Linked DNA regions of Bombyx mori: region 1 is linked to region 2. Evidence: chromatin contacts called from public Hi-C data. All regions are on one chromosome and are shown on one strand. The core of a region is the stretch at or near the end of the contact, and the rest is flanking DNA. Distances in the headings are between cores, read along the strand shown. Region 1 has its middle 2.9 kb from the start of LOC134199001. Region 2 has its middle 13 kb from the start of LOC101741543.

Evidence for each region. Hi-C and Micro-C count contacts between places; a contact is called where the count stands out from the background.
Region 1: a Hi-C map of whole pupa shows a contact between it and region 2, with 1.9 times the contacts expected there. The contact joins two enhancer-like sites. A contact is called at or near these places in 3 of 7 Hi-C or Micro-C datasets (middle silk gland, posterior silk gland and whole pupa).

What each region holds. Positions count from the first base shown.
Region 1 is chr6:6,725,337-6,730,801 of ASM3026992v2, forward strand. No RefSeq gene overlaps it. Among protein-coding and RNA genes, the nearest start is that of LOC134199001, 2.9 kb to the left of the region's middle. Within about 2 kb of position 3,530, at least 5 of the 8 cell types and tissues checked have open chromatin away from gene starts, as enhancers often do.
Region 2 is chr6:6,675,677-6,681,400 of ASM3026992v2, forward strand. It overlaps a transcript of Abd-b not described here. Among protein-coding and RNA genes, the nearest start is that of LOC101741543, 13 kb to the left of the region's middle. Within about 2 kb of position 1,810, at least 8 of the 8 cell types and tissues checked have open chromatin away from gene starts, as enhancers often do.

The DNA.
Region 1 (5,465 bases), core at 2,280-4,779, 51 kb after region 2:
TAGGTTATTGGAACGTAAGTAAGGACAAAAATATAGATTTGTCTATCTTTAGTAACCGAAACTAGGGATAGATAGGTTATTGAAAACGGCCGTAACAGAAAGATAAGCCTTAAAAAAAAACTCGTAATATAGAACTGAATTTACTGAAAGCGTGCGTCAGAAGATGTCGTAAGGCCTTATTAATAAACATCTAACATAAATAGTTACAACGCGTCCGCATTATTAATGGTTATTAGGTATTATATTGATAGACATCTTCAAACACAATCGAAAAAGACAAAATACAATGTTAAACAAAACTAATTATAAGAATACTTGGAGTTAATTGTGTGTAAAAACTTGTGTTTGAAGGTTCGTTACAGAAGATATAAAGAAAAATTAATTAATAAATAAAACTGATTTTGTTTATTAGAATTTTAGAATAGCGACATCTGTGATTAGTAATGCGCAACTACTTGCTATTTAAAATTTTTAATGATTACAGTGACATCTACTGGTAACAATAAATACCATGTCCACTGGACTGTGAAAAGTTATAAATTTTAATGTCAATTTACTGGAAAGAGCTAACATTACATTTGGTGCAACAGTGGATTTATATGGGATAAACAGAATTCCTTGTTGAATCTGATATTAATGTAAACCATCTTTCTCTAAGTAAGTCACAATAGTGCATATATGTATGCTCGGCTTGATATGAAATGAAATCATTTAGTCAGAACAATCAAACGAAAGCATTTATAAAAGTCAACATTTTAATATTAGCGCCATCTATTGTTAGAATCTGTCGCTAAATCTTTTGAAAAGTTTCAAAACATTAAAACAATTTAAATCTATGTAGTTTTTTTTTTATTGCGCTTTTAGATGAGCATACGGCCCACCTGATTATGAGTGATTACCGTCACCCATGGACGTCAGGAATGCCAGGGGTATAACCAAGCCTCTGCCTACTCTCTGTAATTTGAAGAACGGCATGTCATCGGGAAATACCGTAGAGGGGAGCTCATTCCAAAGCCGAATGGTAGGTAGGTATGTGGCATAAAAATCACTGAAGACATACAGTCGATGAACGCAGTGATTTTAGGAGCTATGGACGAACTCTGCTCCGGTGGCGGCGGTGCGATGGTAAAAATGAGATGATGGGATCATCTCAAACAGTTCCTCATGTTATGTTACGACGTCTGATCACCATCTTGGTCATGTAGTTAGTGACCTCACTATGTACGTAACAACTCATCACGTAAGCTCCATCACCTAAATAAATCCGTAAGGAGTTCAGTAGGACATGGCAGTTAAGCTTTTCTTTGGCTTCATTTTTTCCATGGCCCTTTGAGTTGTCCTATCACTATCGCTTTGCCGGGACGGAGGCCAGGATCTAAATTACATCGCCCCCTATTTTGTTTTAAACTTTTAACTTCTTAATACTTCGGTAACCGCCTTGGTCGTTAGCCAACGTAAACAAATAAATAAAAACTTACCTACATAAATTCGTGTAAAAAAGTGTCACTAATAAAAGCAACGAGAGTATTGTACTATTTTATTTGGGTCGTACAGTTATTCGTTGTTAACAAACAAAGAATAACTCAAAGGGTTACATTGGTATGGTCCGAATTTAGGATTTGCATTTAATTTACCGAAGGTAAAATTTACGTAAATTCATGCAACTATTAAGAATATTCTGTTTTTTTTATGATTGACGGATTACTGGTGGCCAGGAGGACTTTCCAGTTTCACCAGGACAGGTGGGCGAGTAAAGGCTCAGTCAGGAGGGGTGCAATTTGTTAACAGCTGCCCGAGCGCCTCCAAAGGAGACCTAACAACTCAAGAGTAGCTGCTTCGCGAATTAATCTACTACCGGATCGGAATTGCGACCCGCTAAAAAGATCCGGCGAGAAACTCAGCGAGCTGATGCATGGGTTAGGTTGCACGTCGAACTGTTTATCGAGTTCGATGAGTAGGATTACCGGGGTCCCTATGCCAGCTCCTAGTGTTAAAGCTGAAGGCGTCTAATGCAAGGGCTATTGGATCTGATGAATCCGCAAGGACGGGGCTTGTCCTCCATCCATTCCTAAGCTATGCACTTGATTGTGGTGAAGTGAAACTGACTACAGTTTTTTGCACTCTAGAGGAGAATCCAGAAAAGTGGCGCTCGAGTACTACTTTCATAAAAGTTATGTCAGTCACAGCAAAGTATTTACTGAGCTTTAATAAAAATGAAGTTCGGCCCTGGTTATGTTTACAACTCTATACAATCAGGCATCATAGACTATTATGCTCTGTACAATAGTGTCGTGATTAGGTGCAAACTAAACTATGATCAAATTTAAATGAGGCCTTCAGTCACGTTTCGATTTCGGTACAAGTCGAACACTCGCGAACACGAATGCGAATATTGTTTTGATTATTATTATTAGTTAGATTTAAAAGAATCTTAGATGTGCTGAAATTATAATAAACCCTTTAGGACGTTTGGATTAGTGTCAGCCACTTAATTTCAAATAGGTAACTATTGCAATTACTTCAAATCAATACAGTATTTTCTTTTGTTTTCTCCAGTTGTAGGCATAGTAAGAAATTACAATTATAAAAAATATGAAATGGTAATAGTAAATATGACATTAAATCATAAAAGTTATTTATTTATTTTCAAATCAAAATCATAACTAACATACTACAGCCATTATGGCCAATCATTGAAAGTTTTCCTAATTTTGTTTCCCTAAATGTATTTGTTTTTCATAAAAGTTGTAAGAAAATGTACCTTCAGCTGTAGGGACTCGTTACCTAAAGATAAGTGCAGTGTTTCTACTTTGTTTAAAACAATAGCAGAAAACTATTTTTCATCGTTATGGTAAGTTCAAATCTACCTTTAGCGTACCTTTCTAATGTTGAGGAGACCGTAACTCATATACTCCGCGTGCGGATATCTCGTAGGAGGTTCAACACCCTGCCTGAGAAAAAAAAGTAACAAAAGTCGTATAGTCTTGTCTCAGAAATTAAACAATCTCAGCAGGGTTAGCAGAAATAAGCAGGACGGTGTCACCAAGTCTTACAGGGTCACTCTAGAAGGACTCAGGGCGAATAGCAGAAAATGTAAGATAGGAAAATAGTAATAAAAAATGATAAGTAATAAATGAAAAATATTGGGGACGCCTACCTACTTACTCATTTTTATATGGTTATGGAAGTATCATGAAAATATGCTAATGTGTACATATTATGATAGTCTTCCTCGGGCATTAGATACTTTTTACCTACATTCCAATATTCCAATCAACTTTTTGTTTTCGGCAAAACGACTTTTAGAAATTATTTTTGTACTCTTGAAATTTAAATTTTTAAACTAATTTTGTTACCTACCTAATCTAAACAGAAATTAACTTTGAAATTGTCCTAAAAATATTTAAATATTACATTTGAACTCTATACATCCAATCAGAACGAATCATTTATCAAACTGTCACCTGGGTGCATTACTTTTTTCGCCGGCCATCATGAATTGCTAATATTATTGGCGCATGCGTATTCACACTGAAGAAAATATTGAATTAACAGCGAATGGGGACGCAGATTAGCGGCCGCCATTGCGAAGAGGGCGTAAACCTCGTGGGGATAGATGTCAAAACCTGTGGTCAAAATAAATGTGCCTAATGCACAATATTCTTTATTAGAAATGTTTAAAAAATGTGTAGAATTAGTAGTAATTGATTATTTTTTTTGTATAAGCCACATTTATTATGAGAATTTATTATTAATAGTTAGGTACAGATTAGAATTTATAAATCCGTTACATTAAAAATCAAAGATGATTATCTAATTTTCATAATGAAGGATTCACTCTCAAAAGGTTTTTTTGTATGATGGTTGCTCAACTTGTTCCATAATTGGACTTAGGGACTTATGAACTATTTATTATTCGAGCTGAAACCTGTAAATTCAAAGTGCTTGTGTCGTATCTAACATATACCTACCTACATAATATAAGTACACAATACACTCAATGGCTTTTTCTTTCATAATTCACTTTTTTTATTATCTAATCAAGTGGGTCAAGGCGTTTCCTGATCGTTATGACTTGCCCTTCTCCAAACGAGGCTTGTGGAGAGTATTTAACGGTAGGCAGCGACTTAGCTCTGCCCCTAGTATTGCTGACGTCACTCTCCATCAGGTGGGCCGTATGCTCATCTGCCTACAAGTGCAAAAAAATAAAAAAATGAATTCCAAGGAACATTATACGTACACTAGAAATCTTTAAAATTTTAAACTATAAGTACTTACTGATGGACTCTATGTTCAGGTCGTCGTGAAGGTCGACATTCGTGACGAGCCACGGGGCTCCGACGGCTATCCTGCAAAAACGGGATTGAATGATTTGAAGGGGTTTCAAGGTAGTGTGGGCCGCGTGAGCGAAAATGCATAGGTCATGACGGGACCTCACCTTTCAAACTAAAATGCATTACTGTTTCACGGCAGAAATAGACAGGGTGGTGATATCTACCCAGGCGGAGTCACAGGATGTCTTACGACCAGTAATTACGCAAATTATAATTTTGCGGGTTTGATTTTTACTACACGATGTTATTCCTTCACCGTGGAAGTCAATCGTGAACATTTGTTAAGTACGTATTTCATTAGAAAAATTTGTACTTGCCAGCGGGACTCGAACACTGGTGCATCGCTAGATACGTATGCAATGGACGTCTTATCCTTTAGGTCACGACGACTTCAATTAATTATTTTTTATTTAATTATGTACTTTACAAAATGTATGCATTTCAGTTGATTTACATACCTATACCTACTTACATTTTAAGTATCTAATAGGTATGTTGTAACCCAACCAGGCTCTCTATCATATGCCTCAAGAGGATATTTGAGTTCTTCGGTCACATTGTTGTGAAAATATTCAAAAATTGATTGTAACTGGCAAGATTGCAGGCAAAGGATCACATGGCCACAATCCAATACGCTGGTCTGACCAAATCCGCACCCCCTGGATACCACTGTCTACGGCCGAGAACAGAGGAAGATGGCGAAACATCATTCAAAGAAGGATAATAGGAAGAGATGGTCAAGACCCTCAGACATGAGGAATGCAACAGAGCAGACAGAGAGAAGCGGTATTTCACGCCTGGGCAGAGACTTGCGCTTTATAAAGCGCAGGTCCGGCCTCGCGTGGAGTACTGCTCTCACTTCTGGGCCGGGGCTCCCAAATACCAGCTACTTCCATTTGACTTCATATAGAAACGGGCTATTCGGATAGTCGATAGTCCCGCTCTCACGGATCGCTTGGAGCCTCTGGGTCTCCGGGGGGACTTCGGTTCTCTCAGTCGTTTATTCGGTTCTCTCTGTGGTAGGGAACCAATGCTCTACTAATTACGAATCACCATTGGTTGACTTGTAAAGATAGCCTTACGGCCTGGCCACGGGGATCGGCGGTGCGAACAGCGAAGCGGTGGGCGAGG
Region 2 (5,724 bases), core at 560-3,059:
ATCCACAGAAGCGGGCTGGAAAGAAATGTTTGTAGATCCATCAGGACTGGCCGTCATGTTGTCTCAACCTTAATACACGTGGCTATGATTTAAGGACTCTTTTAATGCAATGGTATGCTCTAAGTCTCATGGTTAATTTGGAGTCCCTAACAAATTGCATAATATTGGCATTCGCGTAGAAAGTACGTAATGTATGTTAAACGATAGCTAACCACAACGCTTAATAATAATAAGTGAGAAAAGTATTGAAGGAGCTTTGTTAAATATGTTTTTTAAGGTATTTTATAACCTGGTAACTAACACTTTTAGGTCAAGTCTTATTTTAAAAATTTTATTTATATTCTTATTTTTATGAAAAATTATAATATGGAGTGAAATAAAATGAAGATTATTAATTTGAGACATTAATCAACTGAGATGAAATTAAATTAAATGAGATGAGATGATATGGGATGAAATATAATCTCAGTAAAATGGTGGTTATTTACTGAGACTTTTTCAGTGGGCTTTTTGGAGGATCCCAAGAAGCTACGTCCAGCGACTTTGTTTCATTTTCCCACATTTGTGTATTTTTACAGATATTAAACAGTTAATAAACCACCGTTATTACACATTTAAACCTGAAGAAAGACGAAATAGACAAAATAAAACAAATCACACAACTTCACTCCTCACGTTCCCGCCAAAAAATGCCTGTTAAATATGTACGAAATTCTAATTTACACCAATAAATTAACCTTTACTGAAATAATAAATGTTTCCTCTAAAGTAAAAAAAAAGATTTTTCCTTGTAACATTTTTTATGGTAAGGCTATGTATGTAGTTTAATATTAGTTTAATATGCATGTAAACAATTATGTTCTCGGTATAAAATTCACTCTTAAAATGTTTTATTAATAAATTTTGCAATTTAATAAACATTAGTCCAGTGTAAGCTGTTATTTTATTATTGAGATCGTAAACGTTTTACCCACTTAAAAATGCAATTGTAATAATTAAGATAAAGAATAATTCGCTCACATTTGCTTAAACTAGAAAAAGTATCTCATACAAATTTTACAATGTATTCGCCTGTTTTACTAAAATAGATTAGAGCAAAGAAGATAAACTGACAAAATCAGTCTCTTGTGAATTAATTACCTTCATGAGTTTCAGTATGAAATTCGCTTGAAGAGAGCCTAAATTATAGTAATGACAATTAATAAAACTGTTTGATACAGCTTTTATTTAAAACTATAATAACATCGGACTATGCACCGGCGTGAATATCATTCGATTTATAAAAGAGGTAGAACCACTTAATTTTGTGAAACCCATTCACGCGCCACCTATCCTACGGTGATGGTACTATGTCGAATAACAAGAAGCTTCCCGAAAGTATAATAACGACTGTACCAAGCTTAAAGTCAATCGGGTACACCATTTGCGATGATTGGAGGAAGGTGACGCTAGCTTACGAGCATAGAAACATTAATCTAAAATTTTTAATTAGATTACGAATGAACATTCGATATGCTGTCTGACTGTGGCCATGATGATTATAATTATTTTTGACAATTTAAGCATTACCATTTAAGCCATGACCATTTTACCATGATTACCATTTAAACCATGAAAAACGTCATTAGTACTTTCGATTAAACTTAGTTTATTGGCAATTTTTAAAATTACACTTACGTAAAATATTTATTTTAGGACAGCGCCATCTATTAGCCTGTTCTGACAACAAAGAGGTTCGATCTTGAGCTGAGGTTTTAGTGACATCTATTGAGTATATTGAGAACTATTTCACAAACAGGAGAAAACAATTTTACATTCCTGGCTTCCCAATTTATTTTTAGGTTTTCTCAAACAGTACATTTGTTTTTGTAAAGATGTCTCTAAGATAAGCACGAAGTGATATTTTTTTCAAGGCTCTCCAAAAATATCGTAAGAATAAATATTATTAAATAAAAAGAAACTATAAATTCATAAATAAATAAGTGCACAGAATTAACGGAAAGAAAAATAAGATTATTTCTGGAAGTCTTTAATGGAACAAAAAATACAGTCATAAAACGAAATGAAAAATTAGGTACTTTAAAAGTTATAATTTGGATATTGGCATTCTCATAGCAATTTCACTTGAGTTGCTAGGCAACCAAAACCCAAATTCCATTCTTACCTCAATTGGGTTCTCATTGGTTGAAATCGGCGCCATTTGCCTTAAGGGCCGCCGTTTCTCAAACCACGCCTACATACGTTGGAAAAGTAACCGCCTCACGGCCAGCCATCTTTTTCTCTCAAGCTCCGACACGGAAGGTGTGGCTATAAAAGCAACCCGACCGAATTTAATGACCTGTTCTTCCCTACAAAGAATACGAGATATATGATACATATAATTAGGGCGTATAATAAAACCTGATTTTGCGCCGGTTGTTCAACTATCATATCACGTATTGTGGGTGGCTTCTAAAATTATCCATTATCATTCTTATCTTCTTTATTTTAATATTATGCACATATCTAGATAAAATTCTACAAATTAGTTCTTTTCAAAATTATAGCTTTTAACAGCTCTAAGTCGATAAAAAAACTACCTATGAAAGTTTATTTTTATGATTAAAATATTACCTACCGGTGGCCTCGAGGCCTTTCCAGTTTCACCAGGACAAGTGAGCAGCCTATGTAAGTGTAAATGTGCCCCCGTAATTTAGACTTAATGAAAATGTCAAAAAAAAATGCTGTCTATAAGAAAAAAACTGAATGTTCTTCATAATTCACCATATTTATTTCTTAGGTTCTCAAACTCTAGGTTACAATTTTTAAATCAATGTCAAAATTCATTAATATGTATCTAAGCAGATATTTCCATGTAGAGTGCCGAATGTAATAGAATATTTTTTATAAGTTGAAAAAATTTAGTAGGTAGCTCTATACCTAAATAAAGCATAACCGCTTTCAAAAAATATGAAAGCGTTCTTTTAGATTCTACGTAGCCCACAAAATAGAAGTAACAATTTTTAAGAAATTGTTACAGTCAACAACCCCTTATCGTTCATTTGTTACAGTTTACGAGGAACAACCTGCACTTAGGGTCGTTCGCTTGATATACCAACTGATCGAAAAGTTCATAACACAGACATTCATCTACTGTCGTACGGTTGAAAAACAGTATGATCAACTATGATATTTCTTGTATTATTTTCAGCTCAATTTTCAGTTTTAATGCTTCTAGCTTACGATTATTAATTGATACTAGTCTAGTCAACTTAAATTATTAAGATCACGGACACACTGGCGTTAGCTGGTGATCGTGGTGACCGGAGCCCATAAACATTACAATATATATGCCAATAGTAATTTTGTGATATAAGAATTTTTATAATGAAATACGTATTCAAAACGTATTCACGAATGACTTCCACGATGTAAATAACATCGTGTGATAAAAATCAAACCCGCAAATTTTTTTTAGCTACTATGAAGCCACATGGGTACCATGGTAGCCAGGTACCAGATAACACCACTGTGCCTATTTCTATCGCAAATCACACACAATCATCCACCCTCAAACAACTATTTCCTGTTCTATGAGAACTAGATACTGAGACATATACACACATATATTTATTTTATTGCCCGTGTAGACAGACGAACACACAGCCCACCGGATGGTGAGTGGTTACCATCGCCCATGGACTTCAGCAATGCCAGGGGCAGAGCCAAGCCACTGCCTACCTTTAAATACTTAACTTATATACTTATATACATTTAAATATATACATATATATAAAACACCCAGACACAGTGCAAATACTATGTGCCGAAGTGGAAATCAAAGCCACGTCCCTCGACCCAACAGCTCACTATTACGCCACCTGAACAGTTTGAATTAGATCTTAAGACAACATCTAAGGTATTGTTTATTTTCCATTCTAATGATAAAACTTACAAAAATTAAAAAAATCGATTTTTCCAAATTAAAAGCTACCTGCACTAGTAGACAAACAAGAATGTATTTCTTAAACGTATTAATTAAATGTATCGTATAGAATCATCCCATCCTTGAAACTTGAAGAGTTGTTTGGTTCGCAGTATAAAACGTGCAGGTATATACATATCTACCCGTGCTCACAATATGCACTAGTTATTACTTACGAAAATTCAGTTTGTTTTATTTATTTGGACGGTGTAGTTCTACCATAATTTTACTAATAAATTTATAATATTCAACCTCGGTGTAATAATTTGTATTTAAATTTATAATTCATGCATTTATCTGATATCCCTTTTTTATTTTATTGCTTATTTGTGTGGAAGATCTCACAAGCCACCTAATGTTAAGTGGTTAGCGAAGCCCATAGATATCTACAGCGTAAATGCCGCCACCTACCTTTAGATAGGAGTTCTAAGGTCTCAGTTTGTATAGTACAACAGCTGCTCCACCCTTATAATCAAAACGCATTACTACTTCACGGCAAAAATAGGCAGGGTGGTGATACCTACCCGTGCGGACTCACAAGACGTCCTACCACCAGTAATAACATTCTACACTTACCGCTATGCAACTATAAAAAAGGGGGAACATAAAATATTAAGAAGTAGGTACTTAAAAAGCCTATCTTAGAGAAGGCAAAATCTCATTTTATTCTCTGCCAAATTTCCAACGTAACAGTAAATTAGACTCTAATGTAGTAAAAATAAATTATATTTAAAAAATGAATATCACTGAAAATATACATTCACTTAAGCCTTAATTTTTTGCTTTTCTTTTGTAGGTAGGTAAATAAAAATAAGGTTATAAATTCACTAAATTCTGTTAGAATTCACAAATGAGACCAAATTCTAATTTTCACTAGCGTACCACCCTTGGCCTATATTGAAACTGTTCGTAAATATAATCTTAAATGTACATCTAGCATTATTAGACACAGCATATCTGCACCCGCCTGTACTTTAGAGCACTCTCTCACGAGCCCAAGAGCACACATACATATGAACACACACACTCGCATATAGTCCCATAAAGTCTATAGACAAACGCTGTTAATTTCCCGCTTAGTTAACTTTACTGCGTACACTGATTGGATATTGATTAGAATCCAAGTTTCACTTCTTTAAATGCCTAGTCTTTACCGAAATAACATCGGGCAACTACAAATTTACACTCAATAGGTTTTTGTTAATGCCCGGGCACGGGTTTATTACCACTCTTGATTAAACAAAGCATGCCAATCGCTATTAATTTTTATCGAATCTTGGACAGTGGCTAGTTTATTCAATGATTTGATTGCGTGTTTCATAAGCAAAGCGTGTTGCTCGTAGATTTTTTGTTTAGCCAGCACTTAAAACTGTAACGGAGTAATTTTACAGCTTAAATGACTGTAGTATTATAAATATTAAATCAAATCACGATTTCACATGGAGACTGCTCATAATTACTGCAATTAAACATACTTAATTCGTTTTAAACTTTATTCAATTCGCATAAAATTAAATTGAATTAATTTTATCGTAGTTTTTACCTAATTTTATTATTGTTTTTTAAGTATTATAAAAATTTATGTGAATTACGTAAATATACATGTTTATTTTAACACAAACACGAAATTAAATATACACTCAGTAATAAACATTCACTTAAATTCACAAGCTTTACATTTAAAATATAATTAAACTGGATAATTACTGTAAATTTTGATTGAATGTTTTTAATTTAAAAACATATGTAATCCTGATGAA